Linked DNA regions of Mus musculus: region 2 is linked to region 1. Evidence: chromatin contacts called from public HiChIP or PLAC-seq data. All regions are on one chromosome and are shown on one strand. Each heading gives the region's core, a stretch centred on a gene start, on an enhancer-like site or on the middle of the called end of the contact. The rest is flanking DNA. Distances are from core to core; before and after follow the strand shown.

The links. HiChIP or PLAC-seq counts read pairs in DNA pulled down with a chosen protein or histone mark.
Region 2: a contact with region 1 is called in an H3K4me3 HiChIP or PLAC-seq map of stem cell-derived neural progenitor cells, with 5 times the contacts expected there. The contact joins the promoter of H2-T24 here to the promoter of H2-Q1 in region 1. A contact is called at or near these places in 2 of 115 datasets of contacts at active chromatin or transcription factors (embryonic stem cells and stem cell-derived neural progenitor cells).

What each region holds. Positions count from the first base shown.
Region 1 is chr17:35,318,598-35,323,427 of GRCm38.p6, forward strand. H2-Q1 (histocompatibility 2, Q region locus 1) reads left to right here and starts at 1,950. Exons shown (of 8, transcript NM_010390.4): 1 at 1,950-2,028; 2 at 2,224-2,493; 3 at 2,678-2,953; 4 at 4,467-4,742. The coding sequence starts at 1,965.
Region 2 is chr17:36,017,775-36,022,604 of GRCm38.p6, forward strand. H2-T24 (histocompatibility 2, T region locus 24) reads right to left here and starts at 2,786. Exons shown (of 6, transcript NM_008207.3): 1 at 2,686-2,786. The coding sequence starts at 2,737. The region is part of intron 1 of A930015D03Rik (RIKEN cDNA A930015D03 gene); the gene reads left to right.

The sequences.
Region 1 (4,830 bases), core at 700-3,199:
TTTCATCTCCTGCCTGTTCAGCTTAGTCCTAAGGGTGGGGTTATCCTCTCCTTTTCTGTGGTCTTGGGATGCCCCACCCCCAACTAATAAGCCTATGGGTTTAAAACATTAATCCTAAAGAAAAAAATTATTCTAGCCTCCTTAACATTACCTTCTGATCTTTATATATACAGATAGGTTTCAGTAAAATGCTAGCTCCAGGTGTTTCCTCAACCTCTGCATGCCAGACACAGCTTCAAAGCACCTGCCCCATGATGGTTCAACTGAAAGATGCATCTGCATTCCCCAGCTGCAGGTGGTCCTGCAGAGCCTGGACAGTGAGGGAACAGCATGCTTTTTTTGAACCTACCCAGCATCCCAGCTTTCTTGGGTCCCCAAAGATAGTGACACCTCCCCCAAGACAACAGGAGGATTCTAAAGAGCTCAGTAACCCCATTTCTGCTTCACCAGACACCCCTTCCTATTTTCTCACCATATATAGTAAATAAGAAGAAGGGATGTCTGTCAACCAATGACCACCCACATTCCAGAACCAGCCTGCTTTCAGCCTCTCAGTTCCAGAAGCCACATCATCACCAGCCACCAAATGTGACACATTTCTACTGTAGCCACAAGTTGTGTATCCTTATCCAGCTCAGGTCTCCACAGCCCCCTCTTTTTCTCTTCCATACTCACTACCCACCCACAATAAATCTCTCACATGAAGTCTGTTGTGTTGTGTGACCTTTGCAAAACCTCATGGTTCTCTGATCCATGCAAGAACTCTAACAAGCCCACAGGGTCAGCCCTGAATGTTTCCCCAGCTGGGCAGGTGTCTGTTGGAGCAGGACCTAAAACTGCAAGAAGTCTGAGCACGAAGGGAAATTGTCAATGTCCAAAGTGTGGAAGAGCACTTCTCATTCCTTTTTAATTCTGTGTCTATATGAATGTCTATATATCTATCTGTAAACTACCTACCTACCTCTCCTCAGTCTCCCCCAAATCAGATTACCCTGTTCTGAGGTAATAAACTGTCCCTATTTCTCTCCCCATCTCCTCCCTTGCACTGACTTTATCAGTCCCTCCCGAGGTTATATCAATATTGTCAAACACAGGCAGGGAGAGAAATGTCCTCAGACTGAGGGGCAGGAATGGAGTTGGACCCCACTGTGCTCCCATTCCTTGCATTCCAACTGTTTTTCCATGGGGCCTCCATCCACAGGGCAGGTCCCTGGCTCAGCTCAGAGGGAGGAACTCACACATCCTCCTCCCTCAGCTCTCACTGAGTGACCCTGCACCAGGAGGCTGTGCTGTTTGCATTTTGTCAACTCCACACCAACTGAGACATATATAAGAAGAGGATCCTGAATTGAGAAATTGCATCCATCCAGGACGCTTTTGGGAAAGTCTATAAGGCATTTTTAAAATTATTATTAATGATCAGTATGGAAGGGCTCAGCCCACTGCAGGTGGTCTTGGCTGGTGATCAGGGATTGTATAAGAAAGCAGGCTGAGCAAGCCATGAGCTACAAAGCTATTAGCACTGGTCCCCATTCTCTCTGCTTCAGTTCCCACTTAGAATCCTCTCTCAAGTTCCTGCCCTGAATCTCTTCAATGATAGACTGAGATGTGGAAGTGTAAACTGAAATAAACCCTTTCTTCCTCAAGTTGCTTTTGGTCATGGGGTCTTATCACAGCAATAGAAACCCTCACTAAGACACAGCTGCACAAGGGCCTCACTCTGTTCCCTGCAGACACCACCCTCTCCTGCAGCTCAGCTCCTGCCCCTCCCTTGCCCTGGAGCAGCACCACTTTATAGCTCCTGGGGATCTGATGCCCTCTCTGACCTCCTGAGGTAGCAGGAATTATCTGGCAGGTCCATTGGGTGGCAGGATCCTGGGGAACCAACCAGCTACTCTGTGGGCGCTGGTTATAAAGTCCACGCAGCTCGAGGGCCTCAGATGCCCTGTATTCCAGATGGGGCAATGGCACTGGGAAGGCTGCTCCTGCTGCTGGCAGCCGCCCTGACCCTGACCAAAACCGGAGCGGGTGAGTGCGGGGTCCGAAGAGAAACGGGCTCTGAGAAGAGGGTCGCGGCCGGCACCTGGGATGCTGCGTCCCCGCGTCGCCCACCAGACCCTCCGCCCCTTCTCCACCCACGTCCCGCGCCCTGCTCCCCTCTCGGACCACGGACCGCCGGGAGTCTCGGGAGGAGGTCCGAGTTTCACCGCGCGCCGCCCCCAGGCTCACACTCGCTGCGGTATTTCGAGACCTCGGTGTCCCGGCCCGGCTTCGGGAAGCCCCGGTTCATCTCTGTCGGCTACGTGGACGACACGCAGTTTGTGCGCTTCGACAGCGACGCGAAGAATCCGAGATATGAGCCGCGGGCGCCGTGGATGGAGCAGGAGGGGCCGGAGTATTGGGAACGGAACACACGGAGAGTCAAGGGCAGTGAGAAGAGATTCCAAGAGAGCCTGAGCACCCTGCTCAGCTACTACAACCAGAGCAAGGGCGGTGAGTGACCCCTGGTCGGAGGTCACGACCCCTCGACGTCCCTACACAGGGGCCAGAGACCTCCTGCTTCTCAAGTCCCAGGTTCAGGAGCAGAACTGACCCGGGACCGGATTCCCTTTCAGTTCTGTGGAGTCGCGCGTGGGCGGGGCCGGGGGAGCGAGGCGCTGACCCAGGGTTCCTGCAGGCATTCACACCTTCCAGAAGTTGTCTGGCTGTGATCTGGGGTCAGATGGGCGCCTTCAAAGCGGGTACCTGCAGTTCGCCTATGATGGCCTTGATTACATCGCCCTGAATGAAGACCTGGAAACCTGGACAGCAGCAGATGTGGCAGCTCAGGAAACCCGACGCAAGTGGGAGCAGGCTGGTGCTGCTGAGAAACACAGGACCTACCTGGAGGGCAAGTGCCTGATGTGGCTCCACAGATACCTGGAGCTCGGGAAGGAGATGCTGCTGCGCACAGGTCTCTGGCTGGGGCTCAGTCCTGGGGAAGAAGAAACCCTCAGCTGGGGTGATGCCCCTGTCTCAGAGGGGAGACAGTGTCCCTGGGTCTCCTGATCCCTCATCACAGTGACTGCACTGACTCTCCCAGGGCTCAGGCTTCTCCCTGGACAGTGCCCAGGCTGTCTCAGGAGGGAAGGAGAGAATTTCCCTGAGGTAACAACAGCTGCTCCCTTCAGTTCCCCTGTAGCCTCTGTCAGCCATGGCCTCTCCCAGGCTGGGTTCTCTGCCCACACCCACTGTGTGTGGACACTGACTCCTGTCCTGCTGAGTGTGTCAGTCCTTACACCTCAGGACCGGAAGTCTCCTTTCCCTGACATGGACTCCCCTACACTAGGCTGGTTGCCCCAGTTTCTAGAATTTTCTAAAGAATACATTCTCCCAGATCCCTCCCTGTCTGTGGGGTTTGCACCCCTTCGACAACCCAATTCTCTTTATTCCTACACTGGTGAATGGTCACATGAGGCCTTATTGGGAACCCTGGAGGAATATAAATCATGGAATTTCTTTTTCTTTTTTTCTCTCTTTTCTTTTTCTTCTTTCTTTCTTTTTTCCTTACTTTTTTTTTTTTGTGGAAGGCATTATTTTGCTTGTAGTCATCTTTTGTCTGCACTGGAATGATCCTGTTTCTCCCTGCCCTTGTATTATCATGTGTATCAGTCTACACAGGTGCCAGGGAAGGCTGCTAACCTGGATAATTTGACAAGTTAAATCAGGGTTCTCATTAAAGGAGAGATTCCTGTGAACTTAGAGTGTTTCCTGTCAGAACTAAACACCCAGAAGCCTCCTGCTCTTCCTCTGCCCCCCACAAGTTACAGTGCCCCCCCCCCCCAGTGAATCAGGACTTGGACTCTGAGAGACAGGGTCTACTGCAATCCAGGGCTGGAGTGAGAGGGAAGACCACACACCCCGTGAGCCCACTGTGTTCCAGTGAGTGCTGCACTGGGGTCCACAGCTCACTCCAGGGATCCTGTGTGACACACCTGTACCTTGTCCCCCAGAGTCAGGGGCTGGGAGTCATTTTCTCTGGCTCATCACTTAGTGATGGCTGTTCACTTGAACTGACAGTTAATGTTGGTCGACGAGATGACAACAGTTGTAGTCTCAGTTTTAGCACCCTTTCAGTAGCATATGTGCCTAATATCTGATTTTGATATGAACTCAAACACATAATAAATTACTTATTTTCCATTCCCTCTTCCATTCTTTGACTACGTCTCTCATGCTATCTAACATTACATAAGGATGACCATGGTGATCCACTGGCTCATGTGGATTCCATCATAGCTTCTGAGTCCCAAAAGAAAATGTGCAGTTGTGTGCTCAGGGACCAGCTCTGCCTACTGGTCACTAGTGTGATGACAGTTGAAGTGTCAAACGGACACGTAGTTCAGTGTCATCATTGTTTTACCTGAGTCTTGTGTAGATTTCAATTTGTCTTGTTAACCCTGTGATTTCTTAAATCTTTCACACAGACCCCCCAAAGGCACATGTGACTCATCACCCCAGATCTCAAGGTGATGTCACCCTGAGGTGCTGGGCCCTGGGCTTCTACCCTGCTGACATCACCCTGACCTGGCAGTTGAATGGGGAGGAGCTGACCCAGGACATGGAGCTTGTGGAGACCAGGCCTGCAGGGGATGGAACCTTCCAGAAGTGGGCATCTGTGGTGGTGCCTCTTGGGAAGGAGCAGAATTACACATGCCATGTGTACCATGAGGGGCTGCCTGAGCCCCTCACCCTGAGATGGGGTAAGAAGGGTGTGGGTGCAGAGCCGGGGTCAGGGAAAGCTGTAGCCTTTTGCAGACCCTGAGCTGCTCAGGGCTGAGAGCTGGGGTC
Region 2 (4,830 bases), core at 1,536-4,035, 700 kb after region 1:
CCCAGCATCCACGTGTCCTCTCCCAACCATCTGTACCTCCAGCTCCAGGGGATCTGATGCCTTTTGGCCCCTCAAGGGCACTGTCTGTGTGTCGCGCATAGATGAAGCTGCAGTAACTTGCTCTCCCGTATCAGAGTTTTGATTTTGTTTTTGGTTAATTAAAGAAGTTAGGATACAAAGTAATGGGTTTCATCTTATCATATTTGTATATGTGCATTATGCTTGCTACAGGGTTATTTTGTATTCTAAGTGCTGGGGGTGCAGGGAGCTGAACCACTTTTGCTGTCTCTGCCATTAGACTCTGCTACCATTTGGACCACCTCTGCAGCCTCTGCCATTAGACTCTGCTACCATTTGGACCCCCTCTGCAGCCTCTGCCATTAGACTCTGCTACCATTTGGACCCCCTCTGCAGCCTCTGTCATTAGACTTTGATACCAGAAAACTATCTCAGTGGCCTCTGCCATTAGACTTTCTACCATGTGCTCTTCCTCTCACTGCTCTGTCCCATACTCCTCACCCTCCTCCAGCTGCTTCCATTTCTTTCCTAGTTAAACCCGGCTCTGCTGCTTCTGTTTTATCACATGTTCTGTATCATCACCTGCCTCCTCTAAGATCTCTTCCATGTTTCCATTTTGTTTTGCAGTCCTCCCATATATTTAAAAGCACATATACACATGCGTGTATAATTTTATGGTTTTTAAAAAAGATTTATTTATTTATTATATGTAAGTACACTGTAGCTGTCTTCAGACACTCCAGACTAGGGCATCCGATCTCATTACAGATGGTTGTAAGCCACCATGTGGTTGCTGGGATTTGAACTCAGGACCTTCGGAAGAGCAGTTAGTGCTCTTAACTGCTGAGCCATCTCTCCAGCACCCCCGCTTTTAAAAAATATGTTTGTTTTTTAATCTTTATTTTTGAGACAGGGTCTCATGTAGCTGAGGCTGGCCTTGAACTTCTGATCTTTCTGCCTGCACCTCCCAATGCTGGGATCACAGGTGTGCACCATTATACTCAGCACATACAAAATAATAATAATTGTAAACTGGAGTTCCAGAGACAAGATGTATATTTGTCTTTCTGAGGTTTGCTTCTTTCAGTTTTATCCATCTCTCCCAATATCATAATTTAATTTTGCTTAAAAAGGGCATAGAATTTCATTTTATAGCCAAATAAGATTTCATTGTATTGTATCAAATTCTAGTGTGTATTGAACTGCATTTTGTTGTTGTTGTTTTGTTTTGTGGGGAGCCTTGGCTGTCCTGGAACTCACTCTGTAGATCAGGCTGTCCTTTACTCAGAGAGATCCGCCTGCCTTCCAAGTCCTCAGCCTCTGCCTCCTGGCTTTTGTCTTTATCAGTGGATACACAGTGGATACACACCCAGGCAGGATTTCCAGGTTGCCCTGGGTGGTCCCTGTTTAGGAGGACGAGGAAGCCACTCACATCCTGAAATATCTACAGTAGTTATTTTTCTGGGGTTGGGTGGAGGGTTGCCTAGAACTCAGTAATCTTCCTACTCAGTCTTCCAAATGATTACAGGATCATGGGTGTGAGATGCCATATCCAGCTCCATTTCAACTGAATATTGTGTTCTAGTCAAATTGACACACGAAATCAACCATTATAACCAGCTAGCAGAAATACATAATTATACATGTATGTGTGAGGCAGGAGGATCATGAATTTGAGGGTCACATAAATAGAATCCTATAATACAATAATTATTATTAATGATGATGATAATGATAATGACTGTAGAGAGATCATCTTGTGTATTGTGGATGCCTTACCTGTCAATTTAAAAGCCTACAGCTTAAGCAGGAAATAGAGGTGGGACATTGGGAGGAGAAAGAATTCTGGGAGAGGAGGAGTCCGGGAGAGAGAGGAGCCTGGAAAAAGGTGAGGAGACAGACACATGGACACGTGGTACCTGAGCACAAGTAATCAGCCACGTGGCAAAATGCAGCTTAAAATAAATGGGTATTTTTTAGTTATAATCTAGTCAGAGTAGAGCCTAGCTATATGGCCAAGGTATTTGTAAATATAATTTGAGCCTGAATCTTATGTCCAGGAGCATGGGGCTGGCAGAAAGAACCAGGACTTTAACAAATGATGATGCCAGGGAGACAGACTGCTCAGCTAGTAAAGGCACCTGCTGCCACCCATATGGTGGAAGGAGACCTGATCCAAATTAGGTTGTCCTCTGACCTCCACATCTGGGCTATACTATGGGTTGCAGGCTACACATGAGCACACACAAACATGCATATGGATAAATTTACACAACAGTGTGCACAGTGTATACTTTATAAGTAAACATGTAGTTCGCAGAAGTAGGGAAGGCAGCCCAGCTGTTAAGAGCACTTACTGTTCTTCCAGAAGACTGTGGTATAGTTCTGAGCACCAGCTGGAGGGAGCTTCATGCCCTCTTCTGACCTCTGGCATGTTATGCACACATACAAGCAAATACTCAAAACCACATTAGAATGTAAGGAAAGGGCTGGTTTGGCGGTGCATGCCTTTAGTCCCAACTCCTTTGAGTTCAAGGCCAGCCTGGTCTACATAGCAAGTTTGAAGACAGAGCTACTAACTGAAACCTAGTCTTCTGCAAAATGGCCCAAGGTTCGAGGTTGGAGGTTTTCCGGTCTTAAATTTACCCAGCACACAACCCTACTTACGGGCTCCGCCGTCCTGGGGGTGACTCAGAAGCCAGAAGATAAGAGCCCACATGGTGTCAGGATCAAGCTTTAAGCTTCCACTGTCCTGAGAAACTAGACTTTAGAGAAGTCGCGACTGCCTGCGGAAACCAATAGGGTGGGGGTGGGGGTGGGGTGAAGCCTGTTAACAGATAAGGCTGGTTCAGTTTCAAGCTTTAGGGGTTCCTGCAGAGCTTCCCACTAGGATGAAGGCTTTCTTTTCTGGATATGGGTCTGCTGGCTTGCAGGCTAGTGCCCCTAGGGGGAGTGAGCCCTCTGTATGACATTTCTGACTCTTTTCCAGGAGTTTCAGCTTGTTTACTTTGGGCTTTGGGGCAGTTAACAGTGTTAGACTTCAGCGCCCCGCCCCACTGTCAGTCTGTCAGACTTCAGCGCTTTCCTGCGGGGTGGGGGTGGGGAAGTGATGAAGCTGGGAAGTCGAAACCGAAACTGTAGCACTTTTCTACTGCTGGGTAGTTAGCTAACTTGTATCTTTGTGGAACTGCAGTCATTTCAGTGTAATTACCTAAAGCATCAAGAGCCTTCCAGACAAGGCATCCACTGTTCTAGTGTAGTGTGCCTGTTGCTTTCTGTTTCCTTCTCATTAGGTAGTTTCTGTTATTTTCTTTTAGAAAAAAAGATTCATCTTATTTTTAACTGGTGTGTGTGTGTGTGTGTGTGTGTGTGTGTGTGTGTGTGTCTTAGTCTTAGGGTTTCCATTTCTGTGAAGAGACACCAAGGCAACTCTTACAAAGGATAACATTTAACTGGGGCTGGCTTACAGGTTCATAGGTTCAGTCCATTATTATCAAGGCAGGAAGCATGGCAGCATGAAAGCAGGCATGGTGCTGGAGATAGAGCTGAGAGCTCTATATCTTGTGATGGGCACCAGAATACTGTCTTCCAGGCAGCCAGGGGAAGGGTCTCAAAGCCCACCCTCACAGTGACACACTTCCTTCAACAAGGCTACACCACCTAATAGTTCCACTTCCTGGGCCAAGCATATTCAAACTACCACAGTGTGTGCGTGAATGTGTGCCACATTTGGGTGGGCATCCAAGGATGTGGCATTGGCTACCATGGAGTTGGAGTCAGAGATGATTGTCAGCCACCAGATATGGATTCAGGAAATTGAGTCTGGTTCTCTGGAAGAGCAATTTGTGCCCTGTGCAAACATGAGGACCTGAGTTCAAATCTCAAGCACCCCTGTAAACAGCTACCTCTGGCCACATCAGTGACTTGAGTGCTGGGGGTGTTGAAGAGGGAATCACTGGGGCTTGCTAGCTACCAGCCTAGCCAATGGCCTGGCAAGAGTGCTCAGTGCCCTTATTCTGTAAGCTGTCCCACATACAACCAGGGAGGGTGAAGATGGAAAGATGGGGTAAAAGAGAACCAAGTGGAATGATAATTGTGCATTGGAGTGCTGCTGCAGCTAAATCCATTACTTTGTGTGCTAAGAAAAAAAAAATTATTAAAAGGTTTAATTAGGGGCTGGAGAGATGGCTCAGCAGTTAAGAGCACTGACTGCTCTTCCAGAGGTCCTGAGTTCAATTCCCAGCAACCACATGGTGGCTCACAACCATCTGTAATGCTACTCAGTGCCCTCTTCTGGTGTGTCTGAAGCACAGCAACAGTGTACTCACATACATAAAATAAATAAATCTTAAAAAGGAAAAAGTTTAATTAGAGGCTGGAGAGATAGAGATGGCTTAACGCTTAACTGCTCTTGCAGAGGACCCAGGTTTGGTTCCCAGCATGCCCATCAGGAGGCTCCCAACCATATGTGACTCCAGTCAAGGGATCCATTGCTCTCATCTAGCCTCTACAGGCACCTGCAGTTATGGCGCACATAAACTCACACGTGCAAGAGCATGTGCATGCTCGAGTGCCGCAGACCCTCTTGGTCCCTTGTCTGCGTGGAACAAGTCTCTAGTGCAGGTGGGCAAGGAGTAGGCGGAAATTGACAGACAGACTCGACACAAGGGAGTGTGGATCTGAATGTAATTTGTCAAATCGAGCATCAAACTTTTTATACAGAAGAAAATAGGGAAGTTGGGTGACACACCGGCTAGGTACAAAGAGGTTACTGGGTTCTTACACAGAACAGAGGAATACAAACATGGAAGA